Regions from separate parts of the Ovis aries genome. Here region 1 is linked to region 2. A link is a contact called in public Hi-C data. All regions are on one chromosome and are shown on one strand. Each heading gives the region's core, a stretch centred on a gene start, on an enhancer-like site or on the middle of the called end of the contact. The rest is flanking DNA. Distances are from core to core; before and after follow the strand shown.

Region 1 (3,223 bases), core at 158-2,657, 58 kb after region 2:
GGCAGAGTGGGCTGTCCCCTCGGAGGCCTGGAAGGGGGAGCTAGAGCTGGAGCGGCGAGGCAGCTGCAACCCATTAGGGGCGGTGAGCTCATGGCTGAGTGAGAGTCTCAGCCACAGGAAACAGCAGCGGCAGGAGGGGAGGAGGGGTCTGGGGTGGGAAAGGGCGGGCAGGAGCTCAGCGACCCGGCCTCCAGCCGGCCCGGACCAAAGAGGAGAGCAGACTGAGTCAGCTCTCCCTGGCCCAGTTCCTCTTTCTTCTTGTTCCAGTCTCCCTGCCAGGGGCTGCCCTTCCTTCTGTAGAGGAATAACCCCGGTGGTGCTCCTACCCCTCCTCCACTCCCTGCTGTGAGCGCCCCATGGCAGGGCCTCTCCCCCTCCTCCACATCGTGCTGTGAGCGCCCCTATGGCCGTGCACCCCCTCATCCCTCCGCAGTGGGCGCTCTCCCTGGCAGTGCCCACACCTGCAATGACTCTTTAGAGAGTACTTTTGGAGTGAAAGTTCACAGGACCATGTCCACTCCTATAGGCACGGCCGTCCCCTAGCAGCGCCCTCCTGCTTCCTGTGTCCTCGAGTTGCTGCTGCCAGGGTCCCCAACCCGCTGCAGCGGGAATGCTCCGAGACAGTGCTTCGCTTCCCAGCAGCGGGAGCTCTAGGGCACTCCTCCCCCCATCGCATTTCGGGTCGGCTCTGGCATCGTTACGCCCCCTGGCACTGTGGGCCCCCTCCCCACTCTGTCCACTACTCTGAGGCAGCATCTCTTTCTCCACGGGAATTTCCCTTTTTGACGAGGTCCCGGGCCCCAACCCAGCCGCAGCTGTGGCCGGTCCCCCAGGGCCGGATGGGTGGGCCCGGGGTGGGGCCCGGGATGGAAAATGGTGGTTCCAGGCAGGTCATTTCTCATGACCCAAGGCCGGGCCCCCCTCCAGGGCCGCTGCAGCACGAACCCGCAGGGGTCTCCCGCGGGTAAGGAGTTGGGACCAGGAGGGGGAGGGAAGATCCTGCAAAGGAAAGCACAAGTCAGGACAGAGGAGGGCGAGGGGAGGTATGTGGATTAGGGGGAGAGACCTAAGGGAGGTTGGGGGAGGGCGCGAAGAAGAGGGGAAGAAAGGAGTGAGGGCAATACCCAGTGGGGTCAGAGTCAGTGGGGCAGACAGGCAGATCAAAGAAAAGAAGGGGGGGATGGGAGGAAGGAGAGTCCCAGGAGCGCTCAAGAGTTCCAAGCTGGAGCAGGAGGCACCCAGCTGGGGGCTGGCGATCCGCAGAGGACGGTGAGAAAGCGGAGGGGACACCGGGTGGCGACGCGGGACTCACCATGGCTCGGCTCGCGGCCGCGTCCGACGCTCGGGCCGGCGGGCGGGGCCGGGCGCGCCGCCGCCTCCCTCCCGCCGCTCGCGTCTCGCCGGGTCTGGCTAGGGGACAGCTCCGGCCGCGGTGGCGGCTCGGCCCGCTCGGGCTCCCAGGCCGCGGGGCCCCACCAGGGAGGGTCGAGACGGCCGCCCCTCCTCGCCCCGCCCTGCAGTGCCCGCCTCTGCCTCCGCGTCCGACCCCCTGCTGGGACGCCCGCTCCCGCGCCGGGCCTCTGGCCGCTCCCCTCCACGCCCCCAGCCGATCTGCCCGGCTCTCCCGCAACCCTGTTCCTCCTCCGCCCCGCCCTCCAGCCGGTCTCCCCGACCCTGACCCTCGGAGGCCCGTCCCGCCGAAGATGCCCTTTTCCCGCCTCCGCCTAGCTCCCTAGGCGATCAGTTTAGTCTCCGCAAGGGACAGTCCAGACACTGGGGCGTGCGTGAATTCCCTGGGTCCCCAGCCTAGGACTGGGTCATTTGGTGGCCGGAAGCCTCCTGAGTCTAACTCGCCTGGGAACCTCTTCTCCCCTCGGTTGCCAGACTTTGGCAGCACTGGCAGCACCTGGAGCTCAGAAGAGAACCCCCCCACCCCCACCCCGCCCAACACACACACACACACACACACAGCGCCCCCCCGTACCCCCCCCCCCCCCCCAGCCCCTGCTAGCTTCCCTCGGAGCTGGGGGCAGGAAAATCAGGGGATTCCTCCCACTCTCCAGGGGCTTGCCTGCCCTCCTCCTTCCCCTCCCATCCCCTCCGGCCTCGAGCCTTCGGGCTCCGACAATGGACTCCTCTGTGCGGTCTGGGGAGGGCGGGGGCGGGGGGGAGTTAGGGAGCGGAGAAGGCTTGGGGAGGAGGATTGGACGTCGAGGCTGAATGCGCTCAGAGTCCCGGGATCAGGATCCGCCTGCCGAGACGGACGTTTTCTGAGTTCTTTCCTCGCTGCCCCTTCCCCTCTGAATCCCTCATCCTCTCCCTTAGCTAGCCGAGGCAAGGCACCAGACGCCGTTCAGCAGCCCCACCTCCGGATTCCAGACCCTTCCTTCTTTGGGGGTGGCGAAACGGAGTCTCCTGGGGCCGCTAGAGCTCTTGGTGGCGGGGATGGCAATCTGACGCAGTAGACAAAGGGGGTAGGCTAGTTAAGAAAGTTCTAGTCTCACCCATCCTCCACCTCGTCTGGATGGCAAATGAAGCCCTGGCGAGGGTCCCCCAGGAGGCTCAGAGGAGACTTAGGCATAGCAAGGAGATGCTTTTTGCCCCTCCTTTGAGCAGGCACCTGGAAGCCGTGTAGGGGTGGGCAGGGGCACTTCTAAAGAGTGGGCATTTGAGAAGCTAGGAGAGCCAAATAGACCCCAGAGACGGACGTGAATGCAGGTACCACTGCGACTGGGGAGGGGGTGACGTTTGGGAAACGTCCTGCATGGGATTGCGGCTCCGACGAAGCCAGGAGACTGGAGCCTGAGGGCAGTCTTTGGAACGGAGGCAGGCGGAAGGGTGGGGATGCAGGGGGCGTCGCCTAGGTGATGGGCTCTTCTCTCACCTCTGAACGCTAATCTCCGCCCTTTTCTCCTCTCTGCCCGGTCTGGAAAAGAGAGAAAATATTCATTCTTTTGGAGGCAAGAAAATCCCTCTGCTCCATAGCGTAAAAAAAAAAAAAAAAAAAAAAAAATCTAGGGCAGCAAACCTCAGTGCCCATCTTTCCAGCACAGTCAGAGGCAGGGAGCTGGAGCTCTTGTCCGTCAATGGGTTATGAGCCCTCTAGACATCCAGCCTCCCAGGGCCTCTTTATAATTAGTGCCGAGAACTGGGAGAGTGAGATTTTGCTACCCCCTGGTGTCCACTCTGTAAATGCGACCCAGTGGCTGGTTACAGAGGCCAG
Region 2 (3,348 bases), core at 817-3,316:
AGTGGGATGTTGAAGTTCCCAACTATTATTGTGCTGCTGCCAATTTCTCTTTATAGGTCTATTAATAATTGATTCATATATATTAGTTCCATCTATACTAATAAATGTTATATCTTCTTGAAGGATTGTCCCCTTTGTCATTAGGTACATCTTTGTCTCTTATTACTTTATTTTCTTAAAGTCTATTTTATCTGATATGAGTAGTGGTTGTACCTGCTTTATTTTGGCTGCCATTTGATTGGTGTATCATCTTCCATCCCTTCACTTTGAGCCTATGTTGGTCTTTAGAGCTAAGTCTCCCAAAGGCAGTCTATAGTTGGGTCTTGTTTTTTAATCCATCCAGCCACTCTGTATCCTTTACTTAGTGAATTCAATCCATTTGCATTTAAGATGAGTATTGATAGATGAGGACTTAGTCCTGTCATTTAATCTTCTGTTTTCTAGTTCCTCTTTATCTCCATTGTTTCTTTTCCCTTGTGTTTCTGTCTGTTACTTTGGTTTGGTGGTTTTCTATGATGTTTTTCTGTTTCCTCTTATTCATGTTTCATGTCTCTGCTCCAATTTTGTGTGTGTGTGTGTGTGTGTGTGTGTGTGTGTGTGTGTGTGTGGTTACTATGAGGTTTGTATAAAATATCTCATAGATAAAATAGTCCTTTTTAGGAATATATTTTCTTTTTCTGGTGATAGCATCTTGTCTTCATGTGTCTATATAGGTTTGTCTTTTTCTTCTTCCCTTCCATGTTTTTATTGTCACAAATTATCCTTCTTTATATCATGAATTCACTAGCAAATTGAAGAAGCTATAGTAATTTTAAATACTTTTTGCCCTTTAAACTTTATACTGTATTGTTTAACAGTATTCTGATACAGAGTTCTCATTTTTCTGCTTCTGTCTATTCATCACCTTACTCAAAGTTTTGTGTACTTTTGTCTTTTTGTTGCAGGTTTAAAAGCTCCCTTCAACATTCCTTGTAAATAGATCTAGTTGTGATGAACTCTCTCAGCTTTTGTTGGTCTAGGAAAGCCTTTATTCCTCCTTCATATCTGAATAATAACTTTGCTGAAGTTATTATTGGCTGAAAGTTTCCATCTTTCAGTATTTTGAGTATGTCATTTTGCTGTCTTACAGCCTGTAGAGGTTTTACTGAGAAATATGCTGATAGCCTACTGAGGTACCTTTGTAGGTTACTCTTTTTTCCCTCGATGTCTTTTAAGTTTTTTCTTTGTCACTGACTTTTGACAGCTTTAATATAATATGTCTTGGAAAAGGTTTTTCTGCACTGATATAATTAGATGTTATACTAGCTTCATGAATGTATACATCCATTTCCTTCCCCAGGTTTGGAAAATTCTGTTATTATTTCTTTAAAAGTTCTTTGCTCCCTCTTCCTCCTTTCTTCTGGGATACCCATTATCTTTATGTTGCCTTTCCTAATGTAGATAGTTCTCATAGTTTCTTCATTGAAAACAAAACAAAACTTAGTTTTATTATCTCCTCTTCTACATGAGTCATTTCTAGATTTCCATCTTTGAGTCTGTGAATTATCTCTTCTATAGGGCCTTCTCTGTTTTCAGTGCTTTCTAATGCATTCTTCATCTCATTTATTGAGCTCTTCATCTCCACAATTTCTACTTGGTTCTTTTTTAGAGTTTCATTCTCTTCGGTAAAATATTCCTTCTGTTCCTTGATTCTATTCCCGAGGTCATTGAGCTGTCTTCTGTATTTTCTTGTAGCTCATTTAATTTCTTCATGACAGCTATTTTTGAATTCTTTAACAGTTGGATTAGAAGGCTTCTATAATTTTGTTTCAGTTCTGTGGACTTGTCACTTTCTTTTTTTGATACTGTGTTATCATGTCTTTTTATGATGCAAGATGAACCGATCCTCTGCCAGCACATTTGAAATAGTGAACATTTTTCTTATTTAAGTAGTTTTGTTTACTTTTAACAATTTAACAGACCAGTCACTAGAAGGCCTTTCTTTTGCTTATCGGTAGGTGGTGCTATAGCACAAGTTTTTGGTTTTTCTTACCAGAGCTGCTGCCTAGATTTGAGAATTAGCACTTTCCATCTTCCATTACTTTTGCCAAAGGTGTCGCTGCTGCCCTTGTCATAGCTGCCTGTGCCTCTGGGGTTCCTAGTGCCTTGGTGCTGCTGGCAACACTGGTGTTACTGGTGTCACCACCAGGGGCACTGGGACGGCAGGAACCTTTATTTTGTCCAAAGTTGTCTGGTTTGCAAACATTGCCACTGTGATGAGAGAGGAGTGGGAGAGCTGGGGGAGCCAAGGTCAGGGATTGTCTCCACCGTGTCTGGGGTTGTCTGGTTTGCAGTAACTGCTGCAGTAGGCAAGGGCAGGGGACCACAGGGAGTTGTAGGCGTCACCACAGTTGGAGGGACTGTCTCGGCCCACCAGTGCCGCTGCCCTGTTTCCTGTTCAGCAGAGATGCTGAAGTTGTGTCTGCTACCCCTCCTCCTGCTCCGCTGTTTGCTGGGCTCGGCTGCTGTGACCAAGGGGCTGGGATCCTGGGCACTGCCTCTGCTCTTTCCCCACCTTCCACCTCCTCTGTGTTCCAATCCACCCACCTTCACATGTACAGATGTATGGATCTCTCTAGCATCCTGGTGTGTTGGGTTGGGAGCTTTTCTTGAGTCAGGGATGTTTTACTAGTTGTAAACTGAAGGTGTGAGACAAAGGGAGCTTCTCACACTACACGATGCTCCTGTATCCTCCAGGAAAACTTTAAAATAATATTTTAAACCCAGATTATGGAGGTCTTATATATACATATGGGTGTTTGTGTGTGTATAAGCTACGGTTTTTCCAGTAGTCATGTATAGATATGAGAGCCAGATAATAAGGAAGGCTGAGTGCTGAAGAATTGATGTTTTTGAACCATAGGCCTGGAGAAGACTCTTGAGACTCGCTTGGACTACAAGGAGATCAAACCAGCCAATCCTAAGGGAAATCAACCCTGAATATTCCTTGAGAGGACTGATGCTGAAGCTGAAGCTCCAATACTTTGGCCATCTAATGTGAAGAGCTGACTCATTGGAAAAGACCCTGATGCTGGGAAAGATTGAGGGCAGGAGGGGAAGGGGGTGACAGAGGATGAGATGGTTGGATGGCATCACCAACTCAATGGACATAAGTTTGAGCAATCTCAGGGAGATAGTGAAGGACAGAGGAGCCTGGCAGGCTCCATGGAGTCGCAAAGAGTTAGGCAAGACAGAGAGACTGATCAGAAACTGTTTAGGGATCAGACCTGTATCCCCAGCACTGGAAGGCAATTCTTAACCACTGGACCACCAGAGGCGTCCCTATCTTTCTACACATTTTTTCATATG

The links. A called contact is a pair of places that touch in the nucleus more often than the background predicts.
Region 1: a Hi-C map of liver shows a contact between it and region 2, with 4 times the contacts expected there. The contact joins the promoter of ARHGEF40 here to the enhancer-like site in region 2. A contact is called at or near these places in 3 of 16 Hi-C or Micro-C datasets (liver, muscle and tail adipose tissue).

Annotation. Positions count from the first base shown.
Region 1 is chr7:24,362,579-24,365,801 of ARS-UI_Ramb_v3.0, forward strand. It overlaps ARHGEF40 (Rho guanine nucleotide exchange factor 40), which reads right to left and starts at 1,408. Exons shown (of 23, transcript XM_027970088.2): 1 at 1,313-1,408. The coding sequence starts at 1,315. RNASE13 (ribonuclease A family member 13 (inactive)) reads left to right here and starts at 186. Exons shown (of 6, transcript XM_060419023.1): 1 at 186-964.
Region 2 is chr7:24,303,870-24,307,217 of ARS-UI_Ramb_v3.0, forward strand. All of the region lies in intron 2 of LOC132660173 (a long non-coding RNA gene), which reads right to left. Among named protein-coding and RNA genes, the nearest start is that of ZNF219, 21 kb to the right of the region's middle. Within about 2 kb of position 2,067, at least 8 of the 54 cell types and tissues checked have an H3K27ac peak or open chromatin away from gene starts, as enhancers often do. A contact at or near this core is called in liver, where this site is marked.